Linked DNA regions of Sus scrofa: region 1 is linked to region 2. The links are chromatin contacts, called in public HiChIP or PLAC-seq maps. All regions are on one chromosome and are shown on one strand. Each heading gives the region's core, a stretch centred on a gene start, on an enhancer-like site or on the middle of the called end of the contact. The rest is flanking DNA. Distances are from core to core; before and after follow the strand shown. Region 1 holds the start of MOCS3 (molybdenum cofactor synthesis 3). Region 2 holds the start of BCAS4 (breast carcinoma amplified sequence 4).

Region 1 (5,919 bases), core at 1,362-3,861, 140 kb after region 2:
GCCCCAGCATATTTGGAAGAAAGCAAAACCCAGCCTATCTAATCTTAGATGAGTTCAGCTTCCCACAGCGCTTTTACAAGCCAAAACAAGTTAAGATGAGGATTCCAGTTCTTGTGCTGAAAGAGATACACTTCATAAACAAATTGAGTCATTCATAAGCAAAATTACCCCCCTCCCTAACTTCAAAGCAGCCACACCACCTGAGAGTGAAGTAGCTTAAAGGAATCAAACTGAGCTGATTTTAGGTCATTTAACTGCATCTAAAAAGAAAATAGTTGTTTCCTTCACTAAACTTCATTTTGATTAAAAAATATCCACCCACGGAGTTCCCCTGTGGCTCAGTGGTTAACGAACCCAATCAGCATCCATGAGGTTTCAGGTTCAATCCCTGGCCTCGTTCAGGGTTAAGGATCTGCTGTTGCCATCAGCTGTGGTGTAGGCTGCTGGGGCTCCGCCAGCGGCTACAGCTCCAATTCAGCCCCTGGCCTGGGAACCTCCATATGCCGCCGGGTGTGGCCCAAAAAGACAAAAACAAAAACAAAAACACCCCACCCAGGAACCACTGAAAGATAAACTGCATAGCATAAAAAAATTAAATAGCAAAAAATGTTGTATAATCAGAAAACAAACCAGGACAAGATCAACTACATGACAATTTCTCTAATTTGGAGTTTATAGAAATTAAAATATAAATTAAAAAAAAGAAGGAAAAAGATTCCGGACAAAAAAACTTTGAAGGGCCATAAATGTGAAGACAGTTACTTCATTCAGAAAATTATAAACAATAGAGTTCCCATCGCGGCTCAGTGGGAACGAACCCGACTAGTATCCATGAGGATGAGGGTTCAATCCTCAGTGGGTTAAGGATGCCAGAGTTGCTGTGGCAGTGGTGTAGGCAGGCAGCTACTGGCTCCATTCCATCCCTAGCCTGGGCATTCCATGTGCCTCGAGTTCGGCCCTAAAAAAATAAAAAACAAAATCAAAAATCAAAAAAGAAAAATCAAAACAGCAATGTATCTCACCAATTAGCATTTCCAACTATGTAAGTTTAATAAAGCTCAGGTTGGCTGGCTGATGGGGAAACAGGCACTCTCTGATGAATGCTGAAAAGTCCTAAGCCAGTACAATCTTTTAAGAGAGCAACTTGACAGCTACTATCAATTTTAAGCACATCTCTATTGACTCAGCAATTCCACAGCAAGACTTTATCCCTGGTATACTAGTAAAGGCACGAATGTGTTTGTTGCAAAGTTTACCTAATATAGGAGCACTTATTATGCATTAAGCACTTTTTTTAAAAATGGTAGGAAATACGTTGTAAACAAAGTCTTCGTTCTCATTTGTAAAGCAAAAGTCAAAAAGGAAAAAAAAACACTTTGGAAATAATCCGCGTTCGGTAATATTAACCGGTTAGAAAAATTAAAACACAGCCATATGACATTATCTCATTTTCAAAATAATTTGCGAAGTCTGTATGTGCTGATATGGAAAGATCTTCAAAGATTTACACAATAGGATCCCATTTGTGTAACGGCAAAATAAGTCACCAAGTACTGACACCAGCATTTTCTTAAGCTAAAAAAAAAAAAAAAAAAAAGTGTATAACGCTTCAAACTTCAAAACTTCCCACCTTCCAACAATCACATTAAATAAACATCCACTAGCGAATCAGTCCTTAGGCCTTCTCCAGAAAGGCTGTCCAGCCCAGCAGCAGTTCCCTAACCCATTGAGCCCAAACCTCATGCTTACATAAGCCCTGGGGGCACGGGGGCGGGAGTGAGCGGGCTCGCTTAGAGTCCTGGCTCCTGCCGCAGATCCCGACCGCTAAGAGTGAGGTCAGGCTTTCAGCCTCGCCCCAACTGAAAGGGTGGCTAACCCTTCTAAGAAAAAAGCGGGGGGAGGGGAATCGGGGAGTGTATAATAAAGAAGTGTCTCACAAAACCCAAAGGCAGGAATATGACACCAAAACATGGAGAGAACCCCAGAAGTGTCCGCCTCTGCTCTCCTCGTAGGCTGGCTTCCGCCCCGAGGCCTCCCGCGGGAGCCGAAGAGGGGACAAGCAGGGCCGCCTCGCGCAGCCAACTGCCGACAATCAGGCCAGGGAAGCCAGCTCATCTCATTCCTCGGGGAGGGTGGCCAGGCGCGCTACCTCTCAGAAAAGCTCTTCACCAGCAGCCACACGATAAGCGGTAGGTTCTCGCGCTCATTGTAGGTGGGCAGAAGCACTGAATACTTGTCCTGCCGCGGGAAGCGCCCCTCCGGCTCCCACCGAGACCTAGAATTACGACTCGCTTCCTCGGAGGCCATGGCGGAGCTGCGCGCGACGTCGGAAGCGGAATGACGTCGACGCGGCGTGAGGAGGAGACAAGCGGGACCGTACCAAACCTAGGAGAGGGGGGTGGTCTCTGTGGCGGAATTCTAGTGCTCCTAAGGCCCTCTGCGTGTTTCTATTGGAAATGGTCAGGACTCGTGAACCTTTCAAGTTGAATCTGAGGTTCCCCTTATGGAAATACATATCTATTTATCATCTTTTCTCAAGCTTCATAAAGTTTTTTAGTTTATTCTCGTGGCTAGCCCGGGGAAAGCAGGAAACGGAAGTGTCTTTCATGACTTCCGGAAGAGGCTGCCATGGCGGCCAGGGAGGAGGTGCTGGCCCTCCAGGCTGAAGTTGCGCGGCGTGAAGAGGAGCTGAGCTCCCTGAAGCACAGGCTGGCGGCGGCTCTCCTGGCGGAGCAGGAGTCAGAGCGGTTGCTTCCGGTGTCGCCCTTGCCGCCGAAGGCCGCCCTGTCCCAAGATGAGATCCTGCGCTATAGCCGGCAGCTAGTGCTGCCTGAGCTGGGCGTGCAGGGACAGCTGCGCCTGGCGACCGCGTCCGTGCTGATCGTGGGCTGCGGGGGGCTCGGCTGCCCACTGGCGCAGTACCTGGCAGCGGCCGGCGTCGGTCGCCTGGGCCTTGTGGACTACGATGTAGTAGAAGTGAGCAACCTGGCCCGCCAAGTGTTGCATGGCGAGGCACTGGCCGGCCAGGCCAAAGTCTTTTCTGCCGCCGCCTCACTGCGCCGTCTCAATTCGGCAGTGGAGTGCGTGCCCTATGCCCAGGCGCTTACGCCAGCCACTGCGTTAGACCTCGTCCGCCGCTATGACGTGGTGGCCGATTGCTCCGACAACGTGCCCACTCGATACCTGGTTAACGATGCCTGTGTGCTAGCCGGCAGGCCTCTCGTGTCGGCCAGCGCCCTGCGCTTCGAGGGCCAGATCACAGTCTACCACTACGGCGGTGGGCCTTGCTATCGCTGCGTATTCCCCCAGCCACCTCCGGCGGAGACCGTGACCAACTGCGCGGATGGCGGGGTGCTTGGTGTGGTGACCGGGGTCCTGGGCTGCCTGCAGGCGCTGGAAGTGTTGAAGATCGCTGCAGGTCTGGGCCCCTCTTATAGTGGCAGCCTGTTGCTCTTTGATGCCCTCAGAGGACTCTTCCGACGCATTCAGCTGCGGAGGCGCAGGCCCGACTGTGCAGCTTGCGGGGAGCGGCCCACTGTTACTGAGCTGCAGGACTACGAAGGCTTCTGTGGCTCCTCGGCCACCGATAAGTGCCGCTCCCTGCAATTGCTGAGCCCAGAAGAGCGAGTTTCTGTCATCGACTATAAACGACTTCTGGATTCTGGGTCACCCCACCTGTTGCTGGACGTCAGGCCTCAAGTAGAGGTGGACATCTGTCGTCTGCCTCATGCCCTACACATCCCATTGAAACATTTGGAACGGAGGGATGCGGAGAGCCTGAAACTCTTAGGAGAAGCAATCCGGGAAGGGAAGCAGGGCACACAGGAAGGGGCATCTCTCCCCATTTACGTGATTTGCAAACTGGGCAACGACTCCCAGAAAGCCGTGAAGATCCTGCAGTCCTTGCCAGACTTAGACTCTTTACTAGTTCAGGATGTCGTGGGGGGCCTCATGGCCTGGGCTGCCAAAGTCGATGGGACGTTTCCGCAGTACTGAGGTGGGTTGGTAGAGTCTGACCAGCGAAAAGCGTGCGTTGCCATGCTACCTAAAGGTTTTTTTTTTTTTTTTCCCCATTAATTTATTTGCATTTTTTTTCACTAATGTACGGAAGAGCCTGGGATTCTGCAATAGCTGTAAATACAGGGACTTTTTTTTTTTGTCCCCGCCTATGCACCCCACAGCAGTGACAGCGGCTGGATCCTTAACCCGCTGAGCCACCAACGAACTGCACGTGGACGTCTTTTATAAGGGACTTTTCAATTATAATTTATGGGATGATGTGGTTATTAATGGATTATAATACTGTTTTTGAGAACTGTCTTGTGTTTTCAGAACTTGAATGGTGTCTCGAACAGGTGAGGTAAAAGGTGACCGGATTTTGTGTTTTGAACTGCCAATCATTTGCCTGTTCTCCCTTTTTTTGACCGCTCCCATGAAGAGCTCTTTAAATCGTCCATTTTAATGCTTGGAAAGGTGTAGAAAACATACTGAATTGCTCACAGGTGATATAGTTAAGATCAGCTTATTGCTTACTTAGGCATTCTTTGGATGTTATTTCCACTTAAAATTACAGAATATGTCCGAGAGAAATCAGTGCTCAAAGGTAAATTGTGAAAATAGTTAAACTAAAATTATGTGGGAAGTGGTCATTCTATTAAATATTTTGAATTAAAAGCCAAGTGAGAGATTTACAGTCTAGCAAGGTAGAAACCACCTTTGCAGTCCATCAGTTTAATACGTTGCTGATTTCTTCTTAGAGTTAGTTTGTGGGTCCACCTTATGTTGTGCACATTTAGAATTTTTTTGGCTTTACCGTATGGCCAGGATGCCAAATCCTGAATTAAAGTGCAGTAATGAACATTTTTCTCTTCTTCACAATTTTGGGTGAAAAACTTTGAATATTTGACTATTACTTGTTAATGCTTTACTGTAGATAAATACCCTCTATCAGATTAAATAAATTTCTGGTTATAGTTTGCTAAGAGTTTTCATTGAATTTAGCAAATGCTTTTTCTGCATTTTAACATGCTTTTTTCCTCCTGTTAATGCTGAGAATTACATCAATTTGTGTGTGTGTGGCCAAAAAATACATAACATAAAGTTGACCTTCCCAACAGTTTCCACGTGTACAACACAATATTGTCAACTGTATGCATTTGCTGGGCACCAGATTCCAGAACCTCGCATCCTGCATGACTGAGACTTTATACCCACTGAACAGCTCACCACTCACGTTTAATTTCCCTTTTCTATTTTGATGTAATTTATTGCAGCATTTTATAACACTATAAAGCATCAGTGTTTTTGCTTACTAATAAGAATATTAAACAGTATTTTCATGAATTGGCAGGTAGACTGCCCAACTTCCGACATGAACAACAAAATTAAAAGCAAAAATTTGGTATGTGAGTGTATATTGGTGGCAAATTGAACAATCTGTGGCGTGTCAAAAGGAGGCCCCTATTCTTCAGCTGATGGTTGCATGCAGACCTGTAATCACCAGAAATGCAGATAGAAATGTGAAATCATTGTATCTCTGACTACAATTTTTTTAAAAAGTTTAAAAGCATTGTGGGCCAGACAAAACCTTCTTCAGGTCACCAGTTTTCAATCTCTGACACAGACTCTTTTTTTTTTTTTTTTTTTTGGTTTTTGTAGGGCCATACCCGAGCATATGGAAGTTCCCAGGCTAGGGGTGGAATCAGAGTTACAGCTGCTGGCCTACACCACAGCCACAGTAAAGCCATGTCTGAGCTGCATCTGCGACCTACACCACAGCTCACGGCAACGCCGGATCCTTAACCCAGTGAGTGAGGCCAGGGTTTGAACCCACAACCTCATGGTTCCTAGTCGGATTTGTTTCCACTGCACCATGACGGGAACTCCCTGCACCTCATTTTTGAATGGGCATGCTAAAAG
Region 2 (6,200 bases), core at 1,020-3,519:
GCAGGGTGCGGCCCAGGCGGGCTGCATTCCAGGCCTCCGGCCCGCCGCCTGCCCCAGGGTCACCCCAAGCGCCTCTGAGAGGCCAGGGAGGTTTTTTTTAAATTTCAGTCTTCTTTGTTGAAAAGCATGAATTTGGCCTCCCCCCGGGGGTCCCTGGCAGAAGCCGGCGGGAAGAAGCTGGACGCGGATTACCCTCGGCCTGCGATGCGCAGCATCAGAACCCACTGCAGAGCTTTTAAAGATGCCCCTGGCCAGCTGCCCCTCTCCCCAAAGACCCCGATTCTGAAAGTTGGGGTGGGGCTCCCAGCAGCTGAATTTTAAGCTAAATCTTTCTAAGGCATCATTACGTTTAGGAAAAAAGACTAAAAACGAAATGACCGCTGGCTGGCCCACTTGGCGGGGGGGGGGGGGGGGGGGGGGGGCCTGCTTCCCCGAGACGCGTGCAAAGCGTGCAGACCCCTTCCCCAAGCAGCCTGTCTTCAGGGGCCTGGGGCCTGGGCCCTGGGGAAGCGGCACTTTTAGCTAATACCCTAGGAGTTTCTGGGGTTTTGTTTGTTTGTTTTCTCCCAGGCAGTCATGTTAAGCATTTGAAAAGTTCAAATTCTGCAAGGAGCCTCGGGAGAAGAAATGAACCATTACAAATAGAATCGAAACCCCTCTTCCCCCCCCCCACGTCCTCTCCCCCACCCCCAAGTAACCCCTTTCCCGAATGTGTGTGTCACCGCCGTGCACAGCTTTAGACTTTTACTCCATATGTCTGTATCCATAAACAATATATAGTGCGGTTTCGCATGTTTTTAAAACTTTATGTTAATGGCAGCGTGCCCTACAGAGCCTTCTGCGACTTGTCTTTTTTTTACTTTCCTTAGCATTATGTTTTTGAGATTCTTCCATCACAGGGAAGTTTGTGGAGCTGGGGCCTGATTGGCTAATCTGAGGCCAGTTCTGGGCTTTTCTGAGGGAGGGCCCCAGCCAGCCAGCAGCAGGGAGGGGTCAGAGGGGGGTTCCTAGGTGTGTGTTCCTAGGTGTGTGACTTGCTCTGGGCATCAGATGTATCAGGACAGCAATGAATGGCCAGTCCCAGGTTCAGTGAGTTCCTAGCTAACCCTTCTCCTAAGCACCCGAAGCCCACGTCCGTGCCAAGAATTTTCCTGAAAATTACTCTGGCCTGAAGACCTGAATGTTTGGGCGGAGATGTCCAGACATTAGCCGTGGGCAGCTGTGGAAGGGGGACCACAGGTGATGGGTCATCCCCAAGACGGTTCTAGCGTGTGCTCACGCCCGCTACCTACGGTTGTCAGATAAAATATAAACTCAGATTTAACAAGGCAGGCGGGAGGGGAGCCTTGTATATTCATTTGCAACCTTAAGCCCAGCCTGATTTTTAAAAACGAATTTAACATGTTAAAAGAAAATTATCATAGGAAAAATGAGAAAGCTAGAATTCCCTATACCTCATTACCTTTTTCAGAACTCTTCCTCGCTAGCACTCTTTTGGACCCCCCCACCCCCACCCTCTTAAGCCTCTAAGGGGTCTAGATTAACCTCCTAGGGATGTGTGTTGAATGGGGGAGGGGAGGTGTCAAATGCAGTGCCTTTAAGAATTCCCTTGGGAAGCTTATTTTCAAAGCCGACCCTGGGAGGAAGAGGCTCGCGCTACCCGGCTTCCCTAACTTCCAGGACTGTCCTGACGCAAAGATGCTGTCCTCGTGCAGGCCTGTGGGCGGGGTTGATGGGGGGGCGGAATGGTCTTTAAATGAAAGGCGAGTCTGAGAGAGCAGTTCTCTATTCTGGATGCGCGCTGGAACCACCCGGAGTGCTTTACAAACTACTGATGCCCAAGCCCCACCCCTTAGAGATTCCGGCTGAATGGGCCTGGTGTAAGGCCTGGCTTCCGGGCTTTTAGAAGCTCCCCAGGGCATTCTCAAGTGTTGTGGGAGCTGGGAACCGCTGTACCACCAGAGTCAAATGAAAAGGGGTAGTCTATATCGATGGTTCTCAAACTCGGCTGTATGTTACAATCACCTGACCAGCTACCGATGCCCAGGTTCCAACCCCAGAGACTATCTGGCCTGGACTGCGGAAGTTTTAAAAGAGCTCCAGGTGATTGCAATTTGAAAGCACGTTTGAGAATCGCTGGTTTACCAGGTGGTGCGCGGGCCGGGCGCAGCGAGCATGGCGCGCCACTGGGTGGCGCTGCGCACTCGGCCCGGCGCTCCGGGAGGCGTGGGCCGCGGCCACGGGATACGCACCTGCCCCGCCTCCGCCAGGCGGGCCACGGGGCATGCAGTCGGCCGGGGGCGGGGCTCTGGGGACGGGACGCTGCGGCGTGTTTTCCGACAGCCTCCGCCAGCTGGACCCTGCCGAGCTCCTGATGCTACTCTTGGACGCGGACCGGCCGGAGCCGGTGCGCAGCGGGGCGCACGAGCTCGCTCTCTTCCTGACCCCCGAGCCCGGGGCTGAGGTAGGGGACACGGTTGGAAGTGGGGAAGACGAGGTCGGGGGATGCTGGGCCCGCGTGTCTCGGGGGAGAGTGGACGGATGGGGATCCCTAGCGCTCTGGACCCGGACCCACGGCTTCTCGCAACATCCTTTTGTACCAGGCGCTGGGGCTGCAGACTGGCTCTGGCGGCCCGAGAGGCCCCTCTTGGGCGGAGGGGTGGCTGCCTAGCGTCACCCAGAGATGCGCGTCAGGTCGCGCCTGCTCCCTTCTCCAGCCCACACGGCCCAGGGGCCCAGACTCTCTTCCCGCCCGACCGAAGCGCGCTCGGAGCTGCTGCCCTTTGCCAGCCTGGGCCTCGGGGACGCGCGCGGGGGGCGGGGGGCAGGCTGACACCCCCCCCCCCGCCCCACCCCGGTCCTGCCCCTGCCCGGGCGCTCGGCCTGCTCGGTTCTGAGCTGCTTGCCAGATGCCAGGAGGAGGCGGGCGGGCTGCGGCTGTGTGGGGGAACACCCGGCCTCGGTCCGCTTCTGTCGCTAGGAGGGAAAATACATGGTCTCTGGCTCTACTTTCTATTTTAAAAGCACAGAATAAAAAGTAGACCTAAAACTAGACTCTTTATCTTCCAGCTGAAGCTAGTCTGTTGACAGTGCCGTGAACAGCTTATTTACCAGGAGTTAATTAGGCCAGAAATTCAACCCATTCTCCTTTTAAATCTCAGAAGCAGTAGAGAAGTATTTAACATAAAGGGATAAGAACCCTCTCTTTTTGCTCTCTCACCCCAATTCTAGTTCCCAGGGACAACCATCATTCACAGTTTGGTGTACCTCATTCCAAACGTAGTAACAATGCATTGACAAATGTAGCTATGTGTATATACTAATAATTGTATATAGTTTTTACCAAAAAATCCACTTGATACTAAAATACTGTTCTGTAACTGATTTCTCTTTGTTCAAAATAGTATGGACAGGAGTTCCTCTTGTGGCGCAGCGGGTTAAGGACCAGATCTTCTCTCTGAGGACTCAGGTTCCGAGGGTTTGATCCCTGGCCCCATTCAGTGGGTTAAGGATCCTGAGTTGCCACAGCTGCAGCTCTGATTAGATCCCTGGCCCCAGATCTTCCATATGCTGCAGGTGCGGCCCTAAAACAAAACAAAATAGCATGGACAGATGGGGAGTGACTTAACGGAAAGGTGTAGGGCTTTTATGGGTGATGAAAATGTTCTGGAATTGTGCTAATAATGATCGCACAAGATTGAATACACTGAAAACCACAGGATTACACACTTTAAAAGAGTCAATTTTATGGTATGTGAATTATATCCCAATTTTGAGAATAGTGTGGACATATTTCCATGTCAGAATGTATCTGTAAGAGCTGTCCAATAGAAGTATAATTTGAGCCATAAATGTGAGCCATCCATGTAATATTAATTAAATATTTATTTCTGTCTTTTGTCTTTTTAGGACCACACCCACAGCATATGGAGGTTCCCAGGCTAGGGGTGGAATCAGAGCTCCAGCTGCTGGCCTACACCACAGCCACAGCAATGCAGGATCCGAGCTGTGTCTTTGACCTACACCACAGCTCACCACAACGCCGGATCCTTAACCCACTGAGCGAGGCCAGGGATCACAGTCGGGTTTATTAACCACTGAGCCACAGCGGGAACTCCCATCCATGTAATTTTAAATATTCCAGGAGCCACAGAAAAAAGAAACAGATGGGATTAGTTTCAGTGTATTTGTTTTCCAGTTTTGTTGAGATATAATTGACAGGACATTATACGATTGAGATGTACAAGTTTCAGTACACTGAAACTTGTACATCTTAATCGTATAATGTCCTCTATCATTTGGATACTTAAATGTATCCAAAATAGCCTTTCAGGAGTTCCCGTCGTGGCACAGAGGAAATGAAACCCACTAGGAACCAGGAGGTTGCCGGTTTGAGCCCTGGCCTCGCTGAGTGGGTTAAGGATCGGGTGTTGCCGTGAGCTGTGGTGTAGGTTGCAGACCAGGCTTGGATCCCGAGTTGCTGTCGCTCTGGTTAAACCCCTAGCCTAGGAACCTCCATGTGCCACAGGTGTGGCCTTTAAAAGCAAAATATATATATATGTAATATATATATATAACATATATATTCCTTTCAACATGTCATCAATGTAAAAAATTTAATGAGGTATTTGTATTCTTTAAGTTTTCAAAATCGGGCTTTGAATACTGAACAACACATTTTGCCGTGGACCAGCCTCATTTTAAACACCTAATCGCCATCAAAGGCTGTGGCTTCCATATTGGAGAGCGTCGGCCTTCTCCTTCCTAGGCGTCCCAGTAACCCCCTGCTCCTATTTTCTGAGCACACACTATGCGCCAGCAGCGTCCTGCTCTCTGTTCACGGGTTATGCCAGTGACCCAGCGGCGAGGATGTTGTCATGCTGACTTTCTAGCTGTGGAACCTGAGGTCCTCTCTGCATAGGCGACATCCTATGGATGTCCTGTAATTTATGAACCATGCCCCCAAGGATGGACATTTCGTTTGTCTCCCTGCTTTCGGGTTTAAGTAACCTTAGCGTCTCTCTCGATCTTTCTCCCGTTTGCTCTCAGCAGCCCGATGTCATTATGCCCAGCGGCTCAAGCTCAGCTGCGCTTCATCTCGATTAGGGACAGCCTTCAAGAGAAGCTGCACGTATTATTAACTTCATTTGCTCACTCAGGGCTCTTTAACGCAGACACAGGCGGGCTCACACTCATTTGTAAGGGCCGTAATGAAGAGCCGAACTCCCTGAAGCTCCACGCAGCAGTGAACCCACTTAGAGTTCTTGCTGGAGCTGATTTACCAAAAGAGGCAAAAACTGCCAGAGCCGAGTCACTTGCAGCCTCTACTTAAAGCCTAAGTCACTGACAGTTCCCTGCACCAAAGCTGTTTGCAGACGGGCCAGAGAGATGGAGGGGACCTCTGGTTTGGGGACAGGCCTGGGCCGCTGGTGCCTCCTATACCAGCCGGTGTTCTAGGGCCGCTCTAGGCTTTTAAATGGAGCACTAGGAGTCTCAGAGAGGCCAGCCCCAGTCCTGGTGTCCTGGGGTTCCAAGGGAGTCAGGCCTGCCTCATGCAGCACCTGCTGTGTGCCAGGAGTGAAACCAAGGGCCCTGCTCTCATGGCCCTGCTGTCGGACATCGAGCACGCAACACACAGAACCTCTAAGCTGTGCTGAAGGCCACGGAGAATGCAACCGGCTGATGTGATAGAGGGTGTATGTGTGTCTGGGAGACACGGGGTGGGGAGCCTCTCCAAGAGAGCTGAGACCTGAGTGGTAACCCCTGAGGAACATTCAGGGGAGAGGAAGCACAGAGATCCAGGAGGGCGAGTGGTAGAGCGACCCCGCTTTGTCTGGGAGCAGTCAGGGAGGACTTCCCGGAGGCAGCGTCCTTTTAGGCTGAGCTCTAGAGCTTGAGTAGGAGTTGGCCAGGCTGAGAGGGAGGAGAGAAATATTCCCGGCAGAGGCCCTGGGGTGGGTGAAGCCAGGTGATTTCAGGATGGAAGGGCAGCAGGTGGAGGGCGAGTGGTGGCGGGAGGGATGGGGCGGGGGGTGGGGGGGACAGAAGCCATGCCGGGATGCCGCCCTGTCTCCCTGGATCCAGGAACCACTGAAGGGCAGCATGGTGAGACTGGGTTGGCAGGTGAGCATTTTACTCTTTCTTGTGCTTTGGGGGTTTTCTGTCCAACCAGCTTTGTTGTGTTTTACTTTCTCTCTTTT

What was found. HiChIP or PLAC-seq counts read pairs in DNA pulled down with a chosen protein or histone mark.
Region 1: a contact with region 2 is called in an H3K27ac HiChIP or PLAC-seq map of alveolar macrophages. The contact joins the promoter of MOCS3 here to the promoter of BCAS4 in region 2. A contact is called at or near these places in 1 of 47 Hi-C or Micro-C datasets (brain) and 2 of 2 datasets of contacts at active chromatin or transcription factors (alveolar macrophages and skeletal muscle).

The regions. Positions count from the first base shown.
Region 1 is chr17:52,374,732-52,380,650 of Sscrofa11.1, forward strand. MOCS3 (molybdenum cofactor synthesis 3) reads left to right here and starts at 2,612. Exons shown (of 1, transcript NM_001101819.1): 1 at 2,612-4,980. The coding sequence starts at 2,629. The coding sequence ends at 3,996. It overlaps DPM1 (dolichyl-phosphate mannosyltransferase subunit 1, catalytic), which reads right to left and starts at 2,307. Exons shown (of 9, transcript NM_001101820.1): 1 at 2,150-2,307. The coding sequence starts at 2,307.
Region 2 is chr17:52,237,130-52,243,329 of Sscrofa11.1, forward strand. BCAS4 (breast carcinoma amplified sequence 4) reads left to right here and starts at 2,270. Exons shown (of 5, transcript NM_001123082.1): 1 at 2,270-2,464. The coding sequence starts at 2,285.